2 separate regions of the Oryctolagus cuniculus genome follow, and region 2 is linked to region 1. A link is a contact called in public Hi-C data. All regions are on one chromosome and are shown on one strand. The core of a region is the stretch at or near the end of the contact, and the rest is flanking DNA. Distances in the headings are between cores, read along the strand shown.

Region 1 (6,569 bases), core at 1,015-3,514:
TCAACTTTGAACTCCTTGAAATACAGTACATGCTCAATTAAGCTTTGTTGAACTAAATTTAGTTACTGGATTCACTACAGAGAAACTCTTAGCAACATTCCTTAAAAGGCAACTGTTGTTGTGGATTCGTTCTGAGAGAAGGAGCGTGGGGGGGGGGGGGGGACAAGAGATGCAGAGTCACCACACAGACCCCGGGGAATTGGGTGAAAGCAGGCCAGAGGCGAGCAGCCCACGGACTCGTTTAGTTCAGTTGGTACAGCAGCTTATATAGCCAAGGCAGCCAATCTGGTCAAGGGGCAATCTATGCCCTAATCAATCACAGCCTGTTGCCAGGCAGGCTCCATTGTCATGTGGTTTCCGAAGCCATCCAATCACAGCCTGTTGCCAGGCAGTTTCTGTTGCCAGTGGCCATATTGGCGTGGCCTTCTCATTCCACTATAGGCAACCTTCCTAGTTACATTAGACTGTGTGCTTCATTTTGGAGCAGCCAGGCTTTGTTGATGAAGATATTCTAGACTGAGTCTATTTGCCACTGCATCTATCAACATCAGCCCAGTGCTCAGCCAATCAGGTGACTGACAAAGAACCTATGGCATACATTTCAAGGGCTCTGGCTTCCCACTGCCTTCTTTTCTTTTTCCTCTACTCCTCTCAGCCTACCTTCTCACCTATCATTCCCCACAACAAGGATTGTGCTTGGTGACTGGTCCTCAAGGAGAAAAATGGCTTATCCATATTTTTCATCTAGAAGTAGATTTCTATTCCTTTGGCCCAACTAGGAAGGGGGTGGTTGTTAACAAATGAAATAACATTTTCCCAGATGAATGTGGATGTTCAGATGAGAACAATAGTTAGAGAAATTAAGGAAGTTGAAAACTAAGAAACAGCAGGTGAGATGTGAAAGAGAACTTGCTATGCATACTGCCTCCTTCCCTGCCCACTCCTAGTGAATTTCAGCCCTGTTGGGGCTCATCAGTAGGTCTTCATCCTTGCATGCCACCTTCATGGGCCACACTGTGTGTAAGGAAAGAGCTTTTTCTTTTCCTACATTGATTTGCCAGAGAGGGAATAGGATCTAAGGCATGCTACAAGAAACATGCTGAGAAGTCTGTCATTCTTGAATAAGCTAGCAAATGACTCGTAAGACTGCCTTTTTCAGCACTCTGAACCAAAACAATTTTCTAAATAAGAACCCTTCAGTGTTAGGAGAGGTCCACTCTCAAGTAATTCATCACCAAAGTTCTTAGGAAATAGACACATAATTTTTTGCTCCCGTCCTATTTCAAGTTGCAATTTTTTTTATCTTTAAAGCAGTAAATATGTTGATTCAAACTCACCCAGCAAGTAGGAAAGAGAAAATAGCACTTGGCCTTTAAATCTTCAGAGGCCAATTTAATGACAGGTTCAGCCTGTTTAATGACAGGATCAATACCACACCCCTGTTTTATTATGTTTCATTATTACTGCATAAATGTCCTTTATTACTCATGAAAAATAAAAATCAAATACTTGCCGAGCTGGGTTTAAATAGGTAAGAGTGCAAACAAAGATATACTGTACAAATATCAAACAGGGATCTCAGATTCTTTTTTTTCTTTTTTAAATTTTATTTAAGTTATACAAGTTTCATATATTTCTTATACACAGATTTAGGTCAGATTCTTAAAATACATACTGTGCCAGGTTGCCCCTCTCGATTTTGGACTAGGTTTTGGGGGAGTATTTTCTATTTTGCTTTCTTTTGCTTTTAGGATTGTGCTCATAATTCAAACATGGAAAGAATCTAAAAAGTAGGGTTCTCGGGATTTTTTTCACTGTCGTCCTGGTGGAAATAGGAAAACACACCAAAAGCAACGCTAAAATGCAAGATGTGAAACCCGTGAAGTTCAAGCACTGCTTGAGGATGAACTTAACCTGCACGGCAGGTGCAGGGCTGTCACGTTCAGGTACTCTAGTAGGGCTGGAGGTTTCTTCACGGCCTTCCTCGGCCACTCCATTGCACAAGGAGCGACTAACAGCAGCCCTCTGCTCCGCCTGCTGGGGATTTGGAGCGGAGCGCTGTGGGGCAACGTCTCCGAATCGCTCCGGGCAGCACGCAGATGGCGCTCCCGCAGGCTCCCGGCGTGGCGACTGGCGCATGCGTCGCAGAGCCTCACGGGGACGCGCCCCCGTCGGCTGTGACGTCATCGGCTGCGGGCGGGGCTGCTGCGGAGCCAGAGGGCCGGTCCCGCGGGCGCCGGCGGGACAGTGGGCGGAGCCTAAGGGGGTGGGGCGGGTGCAGCCCCGCCGCCCAGCTGGACACGGAATTCATTCCCGGCTGGCTCGCAGCTCTGCCGGAGTGAGGCCGGGCAGCGAGGACGCCGAGAAAGCGCCCGCTCGGCTGCGGCTGCGGCCGCGCGAAGGGTTTTTCCCAGGAGTGAGCTGAGCGCGGCCGCGGGTTCGTGGGCGCCAGAAAAAGCCTGGAGCTCGTCAAGGCCGTGCGGCCATTGCATCGGCTCCCAAGTCGCACGAGGACGGCGAGCGGGGACAGAAGCTGCGCTGAGCTCTCCCGGGGAGGGGAGAGCGCGCCGAGGCGGGGTGGCCAAAGAGGGAGGAGTGGCGGGCCGCCCCGAGTGTAGGGGCCGTGGAATGCGAGACGAGGACAAGGGCATGCTCGGTGGTGCAGGCAGCGATGCGGGCCTGGCCAGCGCCGCGGCGCGGGGCCAAGTGGAGAAGGTGCGGCAGCTCCTGGAAGCCGGCGCGGATCCCAACGGAGTCAACCGCTTCGGGAGGCGCCCGATCCAGGTAGCCGGGGCCCCGGGGCCGCGCCGGCAGGGGGCGCAAGAGCGCGGGGCGCGGCCGCCGCGGGTCCGAGCTGGGGCCGAGGTCGCGGCCGCAGCCTGGCCAGCTGCAGGGGGAGGCCAGTCGTTAGGCTGGTTTTTACGCAACAAAAAAATCCTCAAGAAAGGGGTGGACTAACCCACTGCTCCGCTTTGGTTTTCTTTTGAACGGCGGGGAAATAGCAATACCAGGGTACTGCTATTGGAAAACGGTTTTAAACGATGCTTATCTTGTTGCAAAAAGAAATCGAAATCTATGCATACGTGGGATTTTCAAAAAGTTCGTGGAAAATGCGTGTTGGGCAAAAACAATAGATTTCAAAAAAATTTTTTGCACCAAAATAAGCTTGTGTTTAAATTCTGTTTTCCAGTAACTTTTCGAATTACCACCATACTTGCTCTACCGTCTCGTGATTAAAGATGCAGAGAATGGAGAGAACAGGGGGAAGGAGAAGTTATTTGGGGAGGATGGATCTTTTTGTCTCCTTTCAGTGACAAAGATGTTATAAGTTACACAATCTATGTTGGATTTAAGAAATTTACAATATCATAATGCATGAGAAAAAATTAGTGAACTTTTAAGCCTCCATGTGGAATCCTTTATATTTTCTCTCATAGGAGTGAACTGAATTCAAAGAGACGAGATCATATTCCTCAACAACACTCCTTAATTCCTTTTATGTTAGTGTTTCTTGAGTGATTAAAATATGCTGCTCCATATTTTTATTGTTTTAACGACTATACTCAGCAATTCAATTACAAAACCAATTCTGCAGCAACTATTAGATTCTTTCTGATTGGTACAGGACATTCACAAGTAGTCTCTTCATCGTTAAAATGCACTTATCAGTGTTTTGGTATTAATGCTGCTATTATTAATTAGTACTGACATTTTTTACATTCCTTTAAAATCTAACAGCATGCTTTTGAACTTTACTGTGACCCTTATGGTCATAGTCACTATTCTCCTCACTGCCACTCTCCAGAACTAAGCTGATATTAAAGGATCTCATTAATAGTGTAGATTTTTAAAGAAAATACATGTTCATTCCATTTGACTTTTTAGAAAAGTAAAGTTAGGAAGATTTGAAAGAAGCAAAGATATTGTAAAGTGATTCTTAAAGACTTAAAATGATATTAATAGTTATAAAAGCAAGTTTTCTAATTTGTGTTTTTAATTTACCATTTACTGAGACACTAAGAACCACTCCCTCCCCTTCTCTCTATATAAAATACTTTGTACATCATTTGTAAGAATGATTTATGTTTATCATAGTTTCTGAGGAAAAAAATAAAAGTTTTTATATTCTTGAAACAAGACTAAAGGTGTACTGCCTTTCAATTGTATTAACATTTTGAAGCACATAAATTCACAAGAGCAAATAAGTTTTTTGGCAGTTATCAAAAATTGTTTATTGTTAACAAAAATATGAAAGCAAATGCTTACATAATGCACATATATATACAGATGAATGAATGCTATAGGCTTATTCCTCTGAAACATTTTTAGTTATGCATCATTTCTGATTTCACTGATAATGTACAAACTATACAGCAAAACATTTACTATCTAATGTAAAATCATGTAGGAGGTAAATATGTATGTTAATTTTACAGTTATATTTATATTACACTCTAAATTTTAGTCTGCCTCTATAACATTAACTTAAAAGGTGAAAAGCTGTGAACCATTAATTCAAGATAAGTCATTTGTTTTCGTCGTTTTATAGAGTATGCCTGACTTGTTTTACTTTGTCCTCTAATCTCCAAGTTTGTCTCGGATTATCAGATTACATTTGGTTTATGAGCAGACACATGTGACAGAAAAAACAGGAGCCTCTTACAAGAGAATTACGTTGTTTCTTATTTTCTCCCCTAAAACATTACTCCAACCTCCCCCCCACACACACACACAAAACAGGTGACTACCTAACAAATATTTTTAAACCTAGATTATGGTGCATGGGCAACAAGGAGAATAAAACTTTATAAGGCATTCAAGTTTAATTCTGCTCATAAATCACTTAACCAGCTAGATTCTCATGTTGCAGTAGAAATCGATCATTGATTTTGCCCTCAGTGTAGATATTATTATTTTGCCGCGTGCTCTCACGTCTGGAGAGTAAGATGGAATTTAATTTAATCTGAATAAGACTGGGAGGAGGTGGGTGACCTGCGTAGCATAAGAGGAGGAAGCCGACCCCTGGGGCTGGTCGCACCCTTGCTTTTGATCCAGGTGTAAGTGCGTGTCTCCTGGCAGCGGCCTAGCCGCCCCGCCGGCACCCTCGCCCTGACCGCTCTTCCCTCTCGCGCAGGTCATGATGATGGGCAGCGCCCGCGTGGCCGAGCTGCTGCTGCTCCACGGCGCCGAGCCCAACTGCGCCGACCCCGCCACCCTCAGCCGACCGGTGCACGACGCCGCCCGGGAGGGCTTCTTGGACACGCTGGTGGCGCTGCACCGGGCCGGGGCGCGGCTGGACGTGCGCGACGCCGGGGGCCGCCTGCCCGTGGACCTGGCTGAGGAGCGGGGCCACCGCGACGTCGCTCGGTACCTGCGCGCCGCCGCGGGGGACTGAGGGCGGCGGCGGGCGGCCGCCCACGACCAAGGGTTCTCCCTCGCCAGTCCCCCATCCCTTCCCGCTTTCAAAGAGGGCTGCAAACGTGGAGCGGCACTAAGCCCGCGAACTTTCCGGAGCGGCTCAAGCCCCAGGAGGAGGAGGAGATCAAACGCGTTTGTAAACTCTGGATCCGACCCTCGGCACTCACCTGGAAGCCAGACGCGGACAGCTGGCGCAGGTGGGCTTCCTGCCCGATTTAGGAGCTGGTGACGCTGCAGGGGTCGTCTGCTTTGCGGGACTCTCTGCCGGAAAGTGCACGTGACTTCCTGGAGCGACCCCAGGAGCCTGGAGTTCTCCACACAGCTGATCCTGGGGGCTGGAGGAAGGGGGCAGCATTTGGCGATTCGGAGGGGGCGGATGTCCCGCAGGCCCCCACTGACCTCGGTGGAGCTCCAGCTTCGGACGTCAGGGCCTGGAGGCTGCAGAACGCGGGCCACACAGGGGTCGAGGTTGGCTTCACGAAGTGCCCAGCCTACCTTGGGTGATGCGGTGCAAGGCGCGCCACCAGCAGAGCAAAATTCTCTCCAAGTCCAGATAAAGGACGGGAGCGACAGCAGACTAGCCCCCAAATTCTGAAACCCCTGGCTCGGCTCCCCACGACGCAGAGGAGCGAGTTTTTGAAAAGGTGCTGGCTCCTGCGCTTCGCCCGTGGAGGGCGGGACTCTCATGGCGTTCCGAGGCAGAGCACAGCAAACCGCGGGCCGACCGCAGTGAGCGTTAACTGCAGCGGGTGCTGTAACGACTTGCTGCTTCCGCGTTTCTCAGCCTACAGACTTCCCTGTGAATCGCCTCTTGGAAAGGTTCCGTGATGTTTTCCACTTTTGCATTGTTCTTCTGTAACTGCCTCATTTAATGCGGATACTTTAAAGAACATGTCGGCGGAGGTGAGGAAGAACTCCAACTCTAAAATGAAGTTATGGCAGCATGTCAAACTCCCGGTGCTACTGCTTAGATTGCTTTCATTCTTAACCTATTTATTTCCTTGTGAAAATGTTGATCGTTTCCTTTATTCCTTTATGAAGAGTGTCTCAGGGGGTCAAACTATGAACTATTCCAAAGGTCTTTGAGAGATAGATGTCCTTGTCCAGGAAATTATCTTGGAATATTTCCCAAAAGGTTGTTGAAAAAGTAG
Region 2 (6,514 bases), core at 403-2,902, 210 kb before region 1:
TGATGGCTCAAGTGTGCAGGCCCCTGCCATCCATGTGGAAGACTTGGATGGAGTTACTGGCTCCTGTCTTCAGTCGGCCCAGCACTAACTGTTGCAGTCATCTGAGAAGTGAACCAGCAGGTGGAAGATCTTTCTGTGTTTCTCTCCTTCTTTTTGTCTTTCCATTTCTCTGTCACTCTGCTTTTCAAGTAAATAAATCTTTTTTAAAAGAAAAAATGCTAATTTTTTGGCCCAATAAAATTCAGGGCCAAATGGAATAAAGTAGTCAAAAATTCCCTTTCTCCTAGGTCTTTGTTTTACCTTTACACCCCCTCAAAAAGTCTGCACAAAACAGACTATCAACATCTGTTAGTTAGTAGACAAATTGACCAGATTGTAGCCCATCTGCAGTCATTAAAAAGAGATCTGTTTGTGTCAATAAACAATGAGCTTGTGAGACAATTAAGCCAGGGAATTTCATCTGACAACAGACAAAGGTGGAGGTGAGTTTTGACTGCGGAATCTGGCAAGGGCCTGTTCATCAACCAGGACCATAGCAGTTTTGCCTTCAGGGTTAAGGCAAGTCCTGGCTTCCACTGGGAAGGTGTTGAGAAAAATGTTATGAACTTTTAGTTTGCCTTTGAAGAACACAGCCCACAAACCACCACTAGGTGTCCTCAAAGGAAAAACAATCGAGGGAGGAAAAGTGCTTGAGCACTGTTAGGAGCTCAATGGACTGACTTGTCCAGGTTCTTTAACTGCTGGACTAGAAGGGATAGATTGGAATTTGGTTGTTAAACAGGAACATGTGGCCTCTAAGGGAAACAGAGTCCTGCAGAGGAGAAGGCATTTAGTAACAGCTCACTTTTATTCATAATGGGGATTTGTATCGTTCTGCTCCAAGAAGGCACACCAGGTAGACTTCGAACAGACAATGTCCTCATTAAACTTGCCAGTGCCATGGAGAGTGCTGGGGAGTAGAAAACACCTGTGCCGGCCTAGTAATGGCTCCAAGCTCCTTAAAAACTTCAAATTTATGGGTACTGTGCTCTGGCTGATTTTTGACATCGCCTTTTAAAAATTAAATTAGGTGAATTTCAGCAATTACTCTTCCCTGAAAGAGCTTCTGCAATATGTTTGGTTTCCTTCAGCTATGTCATTTGCAAATGGAGAGGCACAATTTCACCAACTGTGGCCCTGATTAGTCTTTCCAAAAGACTCGTTTTCCACCACTGGGCTCTGCAAGTTCAACCCCCCATTCCTCTTCACCCCTAAACTTCCCTCTAGCCCTCTCTTCCTCTCCAGTTCTTTTCCTGCCTCCACCTCTTCTGTCTCTCCTCTGCCATCTTCCCCTTCCTTTAACCATGTCATAGTCCTCCATTTTCACACAAGAGAAAAATCAATTTCCTTGTTATGGTCTCTCCTGTAGTCAACTGAAATAAGAAGTATTTACCCTGATTTTGAGAGTCAGGAAAAGGAACGAGGGCCAAGAACAAAGGAGGGGGAGGAGGGGAGGAAAAGATTCGAAAACAGGTGACATTCTCTGCACCTGTCCAAAACTTAAGAAGGAATATAGGGTTGTGAGGTGGAGGCGAGGCATGAAACCGTACAGCCCTGCTGCCCTTCATCTTCTGGGCCTCAAACACTGGACTCCCATATCATGTGTTAGGAATTTCTAATCTCACCACAGCCTGATGACTCACACCCACTGACTGGCTCTTTAGGCTTCTTCAAAACACCTGGGAAGATAAACCTCAACCAAGAAAGCAATCCCTCTGTCCAGGGTAGCCTTTCAAGGTAGGTAGGGGAATTTTCAGCATTCATTTCCATTTTGGCCCCCAGAGACCTACAGGTCTTAATCTTAATTTCAGACATAGTTGTGTCTGAAAGCCAGAGACGATTTCCAAATCAAGGGATAAACTGGCATGGACCGAGACTTGCTTTTGCCTGGGGAGGGAGACAGAAATGAGTCATAAATGACCTTATTTGGGGCTACAAAGAACTGAGGTTACTTGGGAGGACACTCTGTCTGCCAAAGCCGGTTCCCCGAGCTCCTCAAACCATCCCTCCTCTTTTTTTCATATGAAATATTCTTTTATTTATTTTTGTTGGGTTTTAACAGATTATTTTATTTTTTTAACTTTTATTTAATGAATATAGATTTCCAAAGTACAGCTTATGGATTACAATGGCTTCCCCCCCCATAACTTCCCTCCCACACGCAACCCTCCCCTTTCCCGCTCCCTCCCCCCTTCCATTCACATCAAGATTCATTTTCAATTCTCTTTATATACAGAAGATCAGTTTAGCATATATTAAGTAAAGATTTCAACAGTTTGCACCCACATAGAACACAAAGTGAAAAATACTGTTTGAGTACTAGTTATAGCATTAAATCACAAGGTACAGCACATTAAGGACAGAGATCCTATATGAGGAGTAAGTGCACAGTGACTCCTGTTGTTGACTTAACAAATTGACAATCTTGTTTATGGCAACAGTAATCACCCTAGGCTCTAATCATGAGTTGTCAAAGTGGAAGTTCTCTCCTCCCTTCAGAGAAAGGTACCTCCTTCTTTGATGACCTGTTCTTTCCACTGAGATCTCACTCATGGAGATCTTTCATTTAGGTGGTTTTTGTTTTGTTTTGTTTTGTTTTTCCGGAGTGTCTTGGCTTTCCATGCCTGAAATACTCTCATGGGCTTTTCAGCCAGATCCGCATGCCTTAAGGGCTGATTCTGAGACCAGAGTGCTGTTTAGGACATCTGCCATTCTATGAGTCTGCTGTGTATCTCGCTTCCCATGTTGGATCGTTCGCTCCCTTTTTTATTCTATCAGTTAGTATTTGCAGACACTAGTCTTGTTTATGTGATCCCTTTGGTTCTCAGTCCTATCATTATGACCAATTGTGAACAGAAATTGATCACTGGGACTAGTGAGATGGCATTGGTACATGCCACCTTGACCATCCCTCCTTTCATTCACCTCAGTGGTCCAGGTGGCCCTTCAGGGCCCTGTGTTCCTCATTTCTCCCCAGGCAATCTAAGATGATCCTTCTTACAAAGTGTGTAAGCCATGAAGGAAATAAAAAGTAGTTCCTGTGGTCCAATTCAAAATTAAATGTTAACTAAAGCCATAAGAACAATCATCTGTCCACACTTATTTTTGTATGAGAATGAGAAAAGAAAAATCAAGAAAGTGCAGGGGCCAGTGCTGTGGTGCAGCTGGCTAATCTGCTGCTTGCAACGCCACAGCTCCATGTCAGAATGCCAGTTGAGTCCATACTCCTCTGCTTCTGATTCTGCTTCCTGTGAATGCACCTGGGAAGGCAGAGGAAGGTGATCCAGATGTGTGGGCCCCACCACCTGCATAGAAGACTACTTGGACTTCCTGGCTTCAGCCTGTCTCAGCCTTGGCTGTTGTAGCCACTTCAGGAATGAATAAGAACATGAATGATCTCTCTCCCTCTCCCCCTCTTATGTTCTGCATTTTAAATAAATAAATAAATAAATGCCGTATTCTTTGAAAGCATATACTCTAGTCCTGAATTTAGAAACCCTTGATGTAGAAATAAATCATGCATACAAATAACTGTTCATACAGCTTTCAGCTTCCAAGATAATGGCCAGCATTAATTGAGTACATAGAATACTCCTGGCCCCACTTACGGGCTCTAACAGCATTGATTCATTTAATACTCTCAACAACCCTAAAAGGTATATATAGATATAATTATTATATCCAACAATAGACAGGAAAACTCATGTTTAGAGAGATTTAAAACTGTGTTTGAAGTGAATAGCAATTTCTTCTGACATAATTTGAGGTCCTAAGAATGCCGGGGAGATCTGAGAATTGGGGGGAAAACTTATTTTGAATTTAAAATAGATTAGACCTTTTATTAGTTTTTTGATATGCAGAAACTAAAATGCTCCGTTTTAATGCCCACATAATGGAAACATACTCTCTGACCAACCCCTGTCATATGTTCCCTTCTTTTGGCAGGTCATTCATATTTTGTCCAGTAGACTCCATTTCCCATGGAATAGTTTTCCCACAGCATCCATGGGCACATAAAAGGCCCAAGGTCTGAACCAGTGGTGATCTAGTCCACAGCCTGAGCTCCTATCTACTTTGACCGACTGATTTGCCACTTTTGGTGGCCATTATGTTGCTGCTGTAGAAACCAAATTTTAAGAATAGAAAATTGAAACATTTAGAAATCTAAGGGCCTTTATATAAATGGAGGGGAGAAACTATGAAATGCCATTGGAATGGAGCAAAATTGACTGCCAGGCTAAATCCCATTCAAAACTACCTTATGTGTAATACTAATTCCACTTTCCAAATGGTTCCTGGAATTATTTAATTCATTGTCACTCAAAGTGTGGTCCAAGGACCGCTATGTATCACAAATTGTTTATTAACATTCATCATTGAGATATATGGAGCATAGGGAGAAATCTTTGATATTACCACAATATCCAAGTGAATGATTTCATATATCCCAAATTATCTGTGTGTCATGGATTGGAAGTAAAAACAATCAGCCTTTTGTGATAGTTTTAAAAGCAAGGGGACAGGGATTTTACAAAGCAGTTAAGATTCCACTTAGAATGCCCATACCCCAGACTAAAATAAAGTGCCTGGATTCAACTCCCAGCTCTGCTCCTGATTCCATCTTCCTGCTGTTGTGCACCCAGGGAGGCACAGTGATAATTCAAATACTTGAGACCCTGCCACCCATGTGGTAGACCCAAACTGAATTCCCATCTCCACTTTGGTCTGGCCCAGCCCTGGCTGTTGCAGGCATTTGGGGAAGGAACCAGCAGATGGGAAATTCTCTTTCTCTCTCTCCTGTCTCTCCCCGACCCTGCTTTACAAATAAATAAAAATATATAACACTTTTAAGGTAGTTTTTTTAAGCATTAATTTACTAGGGGATTGTTGGCTTTATTCCAGTCTCCCTTACAATGCTCGGGGATCATCTTCCCTAACTAGTACATTTGTTCTTCAACAGTGGTTCACTTTTCTATGCCTGCTTCTGAGAGTGATACCTGATGCTCAGTAATATGAATACTTATTGAATGATTGAAATACACTTATATGCAGTGGGTTACAGCCCCGGCCTACAGCGCGGACATCCCATATGGGTACCCTTTGAATCCCAGCTGCTCCACTTTGGATCCAGCTCCCTACTAATATGCCTGAGAAGGCAGCAGAGAATGGCCCAAGTGCTTGGGTTCCTGCACCCATATGGGAGACCTAGAGGAAGCTCCTGACTCATGGCTTCTGCCTGGCCCAGCCTAGGTCGTTGTGACTATTTGGGGAGTGAATCAGCAGATGAAAGACTTCTCTCTCTCTTTCTCCCCCTGCCCCCCACCGTGTGTGTGTGTGTGTGTGTTCCTGTGCCTTTCAAATAAAATTAATTAATTAATTAATTAATTAAATAGACTCATCTACCACAATGGACAATGCCAAAAGTCTTCTCTGCAAGTTTCTCAGGACCACTTTGACAGCTCAGAGACCAGAAGCACGGGTAGTGAGCAGTCCTCTGCCCCTATCTCACCTCCTCACCTTCCTATTTTCCACAGCCCCCTCACTTAGCCCAGGCTCCCACCCCTTCAGGAGGAGAGGTGGAGAAAACATTTCTATTTGTTTTCCCAGATGAACACTTAGGTACATTTCTCGAAAAGTTCCATTGGGATTTTGATTAACATTACTTTAAATATATATCAATTTGAATAGAAATACATTTTAACAGCATTCAGTTTTCTTACTCATAAGCATGTATCACTGTTTTATTATTTGTAGCAAAACTTTAAAGTTGTATAGTTTCTGCATATTTGTTGTTAACCTGATTTCTAGGATGCTTTATTTTTACAATGGCTATTGTCTATAGGGTCTTCTCATATGTTTATTTTCTAATTGCTTATATAGAAAAAAGAAATCAATTTGTGAATGTTTATTTTCTATCCACCCACTGTATTTTTTTGTTTTTAATTTTCTATTCATTTGAGAGGCAGAGGAAGAGGGAGATACAATGTTTGCATCTGTTAGCTCTCTCCCCAAATGCATGTGATGGCTGGGTTTGTCTAGGGCTGGATCCAGGAACCAGAAACTCAGTCCAGGTATCCCACATACATGGCAGGAACCCTATTACTTGAGGCATCACATGCCCAAGATTCACAATGGCAGTAAGCTAGAGTCCAGAGTTGGACCTGAGGATAGAACCGAGGCACCCAAATGCATCTTCACCAGTGTTGTAATCACGGACTAAATGCCTGCCCCTATTCATTCACTTTAAACTCTCAGTAATTCTTAGAATTTTTCATATGATTATCTGGGGTACAATCTCACATTATCAACAACTGGGCATTTTATCTTGCTTCCTTCCTCTAGTTGTACTCCTTTTTCAGTTCTGTTTGTTGATGCATTCAGCAGTGAATTCTCCTTAACACTTTGATCAGGAAGACATTTAGGATGCAACAGAATATTAAGAACAAAAGAACAAATCATGAAACTGCCACCTCGG

The links. Hi-C and Micro-C count contacts between places; a contact is called where the count stands out from the background.
Region 2: a Hi-C map of an unstated tissue shows a contact between it and region 1, with 4 times the contacts expected there. The contact joins the enhancer-like site here to the promoter of CDKN2B in region 1. A contact is called at or near these places in 2 of 6 Hi-C or Micro-C datasets (embryonic fibroblasts and an unstated tissue).

Annotation. Positions count from the first base shown.
Region 1 is chr1:185,074,319-185,080,887 of mOryCun1.1, reverse strand. CDKN2B (cyclin dependent kinase inhibitor 2B) reads left to right here and starts at 2,264. Exons shown (of 2, transcript XM_002708053.5): 1 at 2,264-2,784; 2 at 5,135-6,569. The coding sequence starts at 2,629. The coding sequence ends at 5,395.
Region 2 is chr1:185,281,764-185,288,277 of mOryCun1.1, reverse strand. No RefSeq gene overlaps it. Among named protein-coding and RNA genes, the nearest start is that of DMRTA1, 200 kb to the left of the region's middle. Within about 2 kb of position 1,652, at least 1 of the 8 cell types and tissues checked has an H3K27ac peak or open chromatin away from gene starts, as enhancers often do.